Regions from separate parts of the Sorghum bicolor genome. Here region 1 is linked to region 2. A link is a contact called in public HiCAR-type data. All regions are on one chromosome and are shown on one strand. The core of a region is the stretch at or near the end of the contact, and the rest is flanking DNA. Distances in the headings are between cores, read along the strand shown. Region 1 holds the start of LOC8070396 (zinc finger BED domain-containing protein RICESLEEPER 1). Region 2 holds the start of LOC8080905 (vacuolar protein sorting-associated protein 18 homolog).

Region 1 (4,673 bases), core at 415-2,914, 160 kb before region 2:
TCTAAGCAAAAGTTTCCATGTCCAAAAAAACAAAAAAAAATGAATTGAATCAAATTCTAGGTAACCCATTTCTAGTGGAATCTAATTGCTATAATCATCTTTGTTAAAAAAAATCTATAACCATTCATGGAATGAGATACAATTACAGGTATCCAAACAGCCCCATATAGAAATGATTTCTCAGTCAAGCATCCGACATCTTGTTGTGCAATTCAGTGTTGATAATATTTATTTCCGTAAAAGGCCCATTCAACTGTCATGTAACACCAATACAGATATGCATATCTGTACCTGTCATTTGAAAAAAAATGTGGACACAATTCAATTTTGTTTAAAAACACAACACAGCAAGGGATCTGTGAAGAAAGGAATGCAAGCGTGCCACCACACCAGTCAAGGGAAGTCGCAGAACCTGGTGTAGAGATTTGAGGATCGAAGCGAGCAGCAAAGGTGGGATCTAGGTAGGGTTAGGTTGGAGCTGGACGGGTGTTGGGGGTGAGCTTGCTGGATCCCGCTCAGTTCATCATCTGGGCTCAAGTGAGCTCTGGAGGGAGTTTTCGCTCAGGATATAGAGAACACCATCCACGCAACCACTCATATGGCCCAAATTGTTAAGCCATTTGGCTGCTTGGGATATTTGAAGTTTGCAGCGCTTATTTTCAGGAAAATGATGGCAGCAGCACTTTCAAAGTTTTCTTTTTGGCAAAAAATTAGAGATGTTCTTGCCAAAAGATAAAACAAACTACACCGACACTCACTGTTTAAAAAGGGGCTAAACTTGTGAGAAATCTGATCGATCTACGTATTTTCAAATAAAACACCCCGCCAACAATGGGCTGATATTCAACTCCATGTAACTCATACTCACACTCATGCTGTTCATAGCAATGTAGTGGAACCAGATCAAGAAAAAAAAAACAGAAATGCAGATGCCACACTACCAGCGCTGAAACTGAAAGAAAACTACAGTTTAACTTCCTGGAGTTTGTGCTTCAGAGTTCATAATGAACTATATTTCACTAAACTTGGCTAATTTATCAAAAACAAAGTACCAGAAAGAGAGAATCCTTCGAACTTGTAACTTACTGCTTAAACTTATGTAAAAAAAAAATGGATCATATGTACTCTATACTCTAGACCGGTAGACACCCATAGCCGATATGTACATACCAAATTGTAAAATACTAAGCGAGACTAGCAGCACTGGGGCCAGTCTTCATAATAATGGAGAAAGAATTGGGCTACAAATTGTAAAACAGATCGAGCAAAGCGAAAAATCGATCGCCCCAAAAATCCTCACTTAATTACGGAATAAAATACAAGGTATGCGGCGCCAAGAAGGTGGTGGGGATGGCACCCGCGCAACCCCAGCACGGGTCCCCGCCGCTAGCGACTCCCGGCGGCGGCCAGGGTGGCGGCGGCCGAGAAATACGAGATGGGCGCGCAGTACTTCGGCGGGGAAGGGGATGACGCGGAGGATAAGATGGGGAAGGGGAGCTAGAGGTGGCGCACCTGGATCGACGGACGTCATGCGGGAACGGCGGCGGCGGCGGGGCCTTTTCCTCTCTGCGGGAGCCGGAAGCGGACAGCAGCGACCCGACGTGCCCAGGGACCAGGGTAACCCAGTCCGACCCGCGCCCAACCCGCATTTGCAGTGAACCCAACCCGGCCCGGCCCGGTAGCGGTTGAAACCCATTTCCACTCCGCCCAGTGACCCAGCCCATACAACTCATTTTGGCCCAATCCACGCATTGTGACGCTGTTCAGTTCACTGCATCGTAGCAGCACCTGACCTGACGGACGAAACCAACCCAAGCATTGTGATAGCAGAAGACGGGGAATTAAAACCGTATCCAAACTGCGTGGCTAATCTGCGCCTTTAGACTTCTCATTCAAACATAGCAACTAAAACATCTTACGAAATCAATTGAGTGAAAATCAACTGGCAGGTACGAAATGAAATTACCCCTGCTGCTTCAGGAGAACAAACCAAGAGCTGAAGTTTTGGTTGTGAATTGACATACATACACAAACTGATCATTCAGGCTTCAGGAGATAGCTAATGTACTACTAGAACAGACATGATTCAAATCTTAGATGTTCTGATCCTGGAAGGTACATCGACAGTAGCATCTTACGTATGGGATGCACAAGAAATGCAACGAAGCAAAAAACAGGTTCCAGGAATCGGAGTAACTATTATTCATTTTTTCGGAATATCTGAAAAAATGAAGATGTAGCAAAGAACTATATCATGTACTCGTGCAACGGTTGTATTATGTGCATGTCCCTGCTGCGAAGCCGATCGAAGAACTCAACAAGCTAACCTCAATTGATGTGGATAACGGCACCTGGTCAAGAATAAACAAACAAGCATCAGCCAGGTAGGGATTGACTACTACATGTAACAAAAACATCAAACATCAAACGAGAAGCTGGCTATCAGTGTCCTAAGGAACTGTAACAATGCCTGCCATTATAACATTTAATTATTGATCAGTTCTGATAAAAATTGGCAGGAAGGACCAATAAGGTGGGTATTTTTAGAAAACTAAGAATATCTGGCAAACCCATTTGTTTGAAAACTTGATTTGACCAACACAACATCGATATCAAAAAAAATCCCAACATCATTAGCATAATGCCATAACGACACCTTCAAGCAAAAAATGATAGTGCCTCTTCCAAGCAAAAAACAGATCCTTCATATATGTTATTTGCCTACAGTGTTATCATGCTGGAATTGTTGAAAGTGCAATTGCTACATCCAATAAATGACATGGTTCTGATTTATGAAAATAAATCATAGGAGTTCGGACTTTGAATAAAAAAGACATTGCCCAAAAAAAGTCAAAGTCAAGAATATTCTAGCTCTTGACATGGACAAGTTCCTCTCACCTCTCTTTTGACCAAATTCACACCAATGAAGTCAGAAACTCTTATTTGACAAACTGGCTAGTGGTTATTCCGAAATCAAAATTCCTAACAATGTTCTCAAAAGCAAATCAAGACGGTGAAGCAAATTCAGTATCCAAGTTTTTTTTCGCAACATACAAACTCAGAGCGCATGGTTGTCAACCAGCAGTATAACCAGCTACAAGTACAGCAGTGAGCAGTGTGGTAACCCACATTGGTTCGTCAATGAAGCATACGAACAACACTAATATAGTACCAGGACATCACAACACTACCCCACCACCCCAGCAGGACGATCTAGCTCCAGGCAGGGCCAGAACACTAGAGCAGTACCCATCATCCATCAAATGTACGCACTACTCCTTTTGACACTATAAACAGTCACTAGAAATATCAGATATACGGCAGTGAACAACATGTGGATAAATGATTTTACCTACTCAGTTGGTATGAACACAACCGGAATCGCTGGCTAAGCTGATGGTGTAGCGGAGATGTTGTAGCGACTGCGCAAGCCATCAATAGTCCTCTCCGCAGACTTCGCCATCTCAGGGACGGTCACCTTGCACACTGGTCGACACCACCAAAGTTAGAACACAACATGTTGAAGAGAGAAACACATGGAACTGAACTGAAATTCAGAGAAATATGTTGTTTCCGTCTGCAAAAGTACCACGAGATGTGGATGCCTGCACCTCAGCCACGAACTTCTTGTACGAGGTCTGCGATTCACGGAAAAGCACCAGAAAATTCAGAATTCAGGTCAACACAAGCGACCAGCAATAACAGAGTCAGTTACGTCTATGATGGAATAGCGATGGCAAACGTAAGGGAACGAGATCGGGGGGTACCTTCACCAACTCGGCATGCTCGGCGATCTTGTCGGCCATCTTCTTCTGCTCCTTGTCCGCTTCCTCCGCCAGCTGCAGGCAGCCGTGGGACTGCATCTGAGCGCAGGGCACGCGGGGAGAAGATGGCATCAGTCATCACTATCACACATCCACACATGATGAACTCGACGAAGCAACCAAAGGAGAGAGCGAGCGAGATATGCAGATGCAGGGAACGGAGACCAGCTACCTTGACGCGCTTGGAGATGCGAGAGTGGAAGGCCTCGAGGTCGCGGACGTAGTCGCCGTGGAGCGCGTCGAGGCGGCGCTTGAGGGATTCGAGGTGGGACGCGGCGAGGCTCCTCAGGTCTCCGATGGTGGACGTGGCAGCGGGGGCGGCGAGGGGCGAAGAGTTCCTGGTCCCGGGTTTCGCCGGCGGGGACGACGGCGAGAGGCGGAAGCTGAGATCGGCGGCGGCGGCGGCGGCGGCAGGGGACGGCGTGCGGCACGCGGAAGGCGAGGAGACGCCGGAGGAGAGCAGGGAGACGGGGCTGGGCGTCGCCACCTTGGGCTTGGCCCTGGACCTGGGCTTGGCCTTCGGCTTGGGCTTGGAGGAGGCTGCGGTGGTGGTAGCTCTCGGCCTCGCCATGGCCGACTCGGGCTCTCCTGCGATACTACCGTCTCTTCGTGGGTGGAAAGCGTGCAGAAGAAATTTGAAATTTGAACGGTGAGGGGAGCAGAGCACGCTTTATGAACGCAACGGCAGACGACGAACTTGTGGGCTCAGTTCACGTGGGACCCACGGTCAGTGAATAGGCAACCTCGCGCCTCCCAGCAACGTTTAGACCAGTTTCATAAGGTTGTTTTGTTTTTAAGGGTGTCGATAGAACACCCACTGAGAGTTTCATTCATAGTTTTATAGACATT
Region 2 (5,088 bases), core at 199-2,698:
ACAAAAATACTGTGTATAAATGCAGCTTCCTACTCTTGAGCACTGTAGAAATCACATTGGTTACCTATTAGGTATTTCTCCTGGGAGCTCCATGAAGTGTATGGCACGATCGGAATAACTAGCAAAAACAGTCTGTGCAGTATAGTTGTTATTAGAGACATCACAAATTTCAATACAAAATACAATGGAAAGCCCTTTTCAAACAAAATGTATAATGTGTGATGTTGCTCTCCAAAAAATAAAGCATTCAAAGTCAAAACATAAGCACCACATCATTTGAACATAAGCACTGACACTGACGAGGACATCAAAGACTCAAGCTAGCTAGCAAACTCTCCTTCCCAAGTAATTTAACCAGGATAATCCCTCAACATACCAATCAAAATGCATGAGAATTAATACTTACTTCTAGTGAACCAATGCCAGTAAAAGAGTAGAGCCGTGTCGGAGTGACAGCCATGACATAGTATCTTGTGGAATTTCCAACCACAGCAGTCTCCATCTGCACAACCAACTGCTCAATCACGGCCACTAAAGTGAAAGCAGAAGAATGTATTTAGCATCAGCAATCGACAGTATCTGAAACCTGCAGGTCCTTGATGCCCTCCCTTTGCTCAGTGAGCTCGAAGAGCGGCTTGACATACTTCTCCCTCTTGTCAGCCTCATCGACGGCCATCTCGAAGATCTGGCCGCTCTCGGTGCCCAGGATCACCTCCTTGGTCGACGCTGCAGCACCCACAATCAGACGATCATCCAATAGATGATGATGATGATTGAATCGAGAGGAGGGGGGATCGGGGACCACCTTCCGTGATGGACTGGCGGTTCCAGGCGACGGCATTGACGAGGAGGCCCCGGAGGCGGGGGAGCGGCTTGGGTCGCGGCCACCTCGCGTGGTGGTAGTACGTCTCGACGCCCCCCGGGTGGACCACCGTGGCGACGCAGTGCTTGCCGCCGGGGTCCAGGAACACCCGGTGCACGGAGTGGTCGCCGGAGCGGCCGCTCCCGAGGTCGAGATCTGCAGGAGGTGAGAGTATGCGGGGCGGTGAGGCGATGCCGGGATGCAGAAAGGGGGAGGGGAGGAAGCGCGAGGGTGGGGGGGAGACTTTACCGTGGGCGTCCTCAAAGGAGAAGTCGTGGCGGACGAGCCAGCCGCGGGAGGTGCCGAGGACGATGACGTCGCTTCCGGCAGCCATGGAGGTGACGACGCCGTGGCCCCGCGCGGCCTGGCGCTCCAAGGGGTCCACGGAGAAGAGCTGGCCTCCGCCTCCGCCGGCTTCCATGGCTGGAGCTACGGGGGTTGGGTCAGCGAGAGTTGCTGAGGCCTGAGCGAGAAGCTGCGGAGCGGAGGCGGTCTAGGTCCGCCGGCGCCGACGGGCGGGGCGGGATCGCTGCGGCGGTCGCGTCGCGTGTGCGGGCTCGCCGACGACCCAGAGCCGAGGAGCCGATCGAGACTCTGGAGAGGGATGATGGATCGCCGGCGCTGCTGGGCTGTGGGCCGTATGGGCCTCCACGTTCCCGTGGCGCTTCATCCGATCCAAATCCGTTCTGAGCCCAGGCCCAAAGTTCAGATCACGGGATGGCGTTGGCTTGTACTGGAAGGTTACCCGCTCCCGCACTCTCGCGTCGCGAGCTTAGAGCATCTCCAACCATTATGCATTTGAAGTTATGCATTTTAGGCAAATTGCAAACCCCCAAATGAAAATGGCAAGGCTAAAATCGGGTGATCTCCAACCGTTATGCAAAATGCCAAGTCCATCATATTTTTTTTCAGGAAATTTTGTTTCGCGGCACTCCTTCCCGCGCGGCCAATCGATCCCGCGCCAAACAGCCGCACAGTACCGATCGTGAGCTGCGCAGTTCGTCGTTCTCGTTCGCAGTACCGATCGCAGTACCGATCTCCCGTTCCGTTAGTTCCCGTTCACCGTACCAGTTCGTCGTCTGTTGGCCATCAGTTCGTCGTCGTACAGGTTCGCCCCTTGGCTCGATCTCCATCAGGTCCTGTTCCCCATCAGTTTCCGGTCACCGCCATCAGTTCGTCGTCAAGGCAGGTCGCCGCCATCAGTCAAGCCGTTGCGTCGTAGATTCGTCCTATCGCGCGCTGCGTCGTCCTATTGTGCGCTGCTTCGTCCAAACGCGCGCGCGAAGCTGGCGAAGGAGGACGCGCGATGCTTCTCCTATCGCGCGAAGTGGTGGTGGCGCGAAGGGAAACCGCGCGAAGGGAAGAAAAAAGCCCGCGAGGTGGAACCGAGAATCCCGTGATCTTTATTTGCATAGCCGGACTCCTTTGGCATATATGCCAAGTTTCCCCCTCCAAATGCATAGCTATGTAAAATACAAAGTCCAAATGCATAACGATTGGAGGGGTTTTTTTTGGAGTTTTATGCATTTCGGTAAATGCCAAGTCTATTTGCATAATGGTTGGAGTTGCTCTTATTATACCTGCAACAGAAGCGAGGAGCTTGCAGTAGAAGCCTTCGAGCTGACCAGTGACTCAGTGAGGCACTCTGGGCTTGCCGCATCACCGGATGGCTGGATCTCCCCGGCCGGCGCCGGCGACGGGGCCGGCGACGACGACGGACGGCAGCGCCAGGATGTGAGTGTGCCCTAGCTCTGCTAGTAGCTGATCGATCTGCCTGCAGGCCGGCCGCCGCGCGCGGCGCGTTGCTGTGTTAATTAGCTACTAGATTGATTGGTTAGAGAGTTCGATTAGCTAGGGCATGCATGTGCAGTTCAGCGCCCTTCCTCTGCTAGCTGCACTACGATCTGATGCGTTGTTTTTTGTTTTGTTTTGTTTTGGCTTTTTCCTTCAGGCTTCAGCTAGCTCTACTACGATCTGATGCGTTGTTGGTTCTTCTTCTAGAGTTCTAATTTGGAATTTAGGATCCTGGTTCCTCCACCATATTATATCGATGTATATATCTCAGCCTACATCAGCAGATTTAGAGTTGTATTTGATTTTGCATTTTTTTTTACACATATATATACCACGCACCTTGACAACCTCGATTTCTTTAAATTTTCCTCGCGTCGTTTCATTTTTTTTTCGGCTTTATTATATTTTATCCATTTTGCCACTATGCGACTTCTTATCTCCATTTCATCACTTTTTCGACCAAGGCCTTGTTTACTTCCCAAAAAATTTTGCAAAATTTTTCACATTTCCCGTCACATTGAATTTTTAGACGCATGTATGGAGTATTAAATATAGACGAAAATAAAATCTAATTGCACAGTTTGGTCGAAATTGACGAGACGAATCTTTTGAGCCTAGTTAGTGCATGATTAGACAATATTTGTCAAATACAAACGAAAATGCTACAGTGCCTGTTTTGCAAAATTTTTTGGAACTAAACAAGGCCCAAATGAATATACCAGAATCGTATTTCGGAGTATATGAGACCAGAGGCCGTAAGCATGTAGCAATAATGCAGCGATCTATCCCCCTCACGGTGCTCCTTTAATTTCGGAGTATATGAGACCAGAGACCGTTTGCATGCACTCATGATTAACTTCCACATTATGAGTAGGTTTAAAAAAAAACTTCCACATTATGAGTACGTAGTTATTTTTGTGGAACTTCCATAATGACATGTATAAAGCTAAACTCACCAGATAAATCAATACCAAAATCATGTTTAAATTTTCTTTTCTTCTTACCATCATATATATGTAGTTATCTTTATTATACAACAAGGAGTTGGGATGTCAGTGACTTTTGTCCAAACTATCAAAAGACTGCTAACGGGTATGTTGGATTAGGACAGGATCTATCACAACGCCGCTCATTAACCAATCCTTTTCCAATCCTGTTTCGTCGGTGCAACGACCTTACACGTGATTGCTGCTTATATATAGTTAAGAATGTTGGCTTCCCTGCTGCCTCCAGTCTCTCCTATCTTCAAAACCTAAGGCCTAAGCTACCCTATCAATCTTTTAGGCCTTGTTTAGTTCTCAAAATTTTTCAAGATTCTTCATCACATCGAATATTTGGACGCATACATAGAGCATTAAATATAAATAAAAAAATAACTAATTATACAGTTTGTCTGTAATTTGCGAGACGAATCTTTTGATCCTAGTTACTCCATGGTTGGATAATGATTGTCAAATACAAACGAAAGTGCTACGATAGCTGAACCCAACAAAATTCACGAACTAAACAAGACCTTAGAATTAAGGATGTTGATAGAATTTTAGTCCTGTTGTGGCTTGATAATTTGTAACATTCCTTCCCCACTCTCCTAGTATGTCTGTTCAGTTCTTGGCTTCGTATAGCCCCTCCACAACCCCCCTCCTTCTTCTCTCTTTGTAAGTATAAGCTCTGTACTTGTAACCTCTGTTTTGGTTTTATAAAAATTCACCGTAAGGATCTCCCCCATGGTATGTTACGTCAAAAATTGTATATTGTGTTTTGCATATACATATTAGCAAGTTTAAATGCATACATTACACACACTTTTTTTTCCATATAGTAAATAATGTGTTGATAATAACTTGCTTGATATTGATTTTTCCATTAATAAGGCTGACATCACTTTGATTTTCCAGTTTGGTTTCATACAATATGTTGCCACCCTTCTCTCTCTCTCTCTCTCTCTCTCTCTCTCTCTCTCTCTCTCTCCTATTTTTCTTTGTTTTTTGTTTTATATTCACGTTTGCCACTAGTCTGCTTAGTGTCATAGCCATCGATCATCAGATCATTCACAATGAACTAGTCATGGGATATATACTTACTATCTAGTTGAAAACGGCTTTGGCTACCATGGTGCTCCACGTGTGGAGTTGTTTTCTTTGGCGTCATTTGGTACTGCTTCACCAGAAGCCGTAGGAGAAGCCATCGATCGGAAGAGCCATGTCAAATGCATCCCTTATGGTGGTATCTTTTGTCATATGTTGAGAATTTCTTGGTATTAATCAGTAATCAATATTATTTGGCATGTTTTATCATTTGAGCAAACACATGGTTATCTAAATGTAATCAACAAGTAGACATGGCTGGTATGGTGGCGGTCATAATCAATCACTACCAGATTGATGCATTTCTCCTAGTGCAGTAAAGAGCAACTTACCAACTGTGCAAGGGCA

Evidence for each region. HiCAR-type assays count read pairs that join an accessible place to other places.
Region 1: a HiCAR-type map of leaf shows a contact between it and region 2, with 9 times the contacts expected there. The contact joins the promoter of LOC8070396 here to the promoter of LOC8080905 in region 2. A contact is called at or near these places in 2 of 4 Hi-C or Micro-C datasets (leaf and leaf mesophyll) and 1 of 1 datasets of contacts at active chromatin or transcription factors (leaf).

Annotation. Positions count from the first base shown.
Region 1 is chr7:6,628,571-6,633,243 of Sorghum_bicolor_NCBIv3, reverse strand. LOC8070396 (zinc finger BED domain-containing protein RICESLEEPER 1) reads right to left here and starts at 1,664. Exons shown (of 5, transcript XM_021464980.1): 1 at 1,513-1,664. The coding sequence starts at 1,649. It overlaps LOC8069689, which reads right to left and starts at 4,443. Exons shown (of 5, transcript XM_021464982.1): 1 at 3,997-4,443; 2 at 3,768-3,863; 3 at 3,590-3,638; 4 at 3,357-3,486; 5 at 1,933-2,351. The coding sequence starts at 4,395. The coding sequence ends at 3,389.
Region 2 is chr7:6,465,563-6,470,650 of Sorghum_bicolor_NCBIv3, reverse strand. LOC8080905 (vacuolar protein sorting-associated protein 18 homolog) reads right to left here and starts at 1,448. Exons shown (of 23, transcript XM_002443903.2): 1 at 1,112-1,448; 2 at 806-1,018; 3 at 587-726; 4 at 407-502; 5 at 65-132. The coding sequence starts at 1,283. It overlaps LOC8069680 (double-strand break repair protein MRE11), which reads left to right and starts at 2,529. Exons shown (of 22, transcript XM_021465549.1): 1 at 2,529-2,596. The coding sequence starts at 2,529.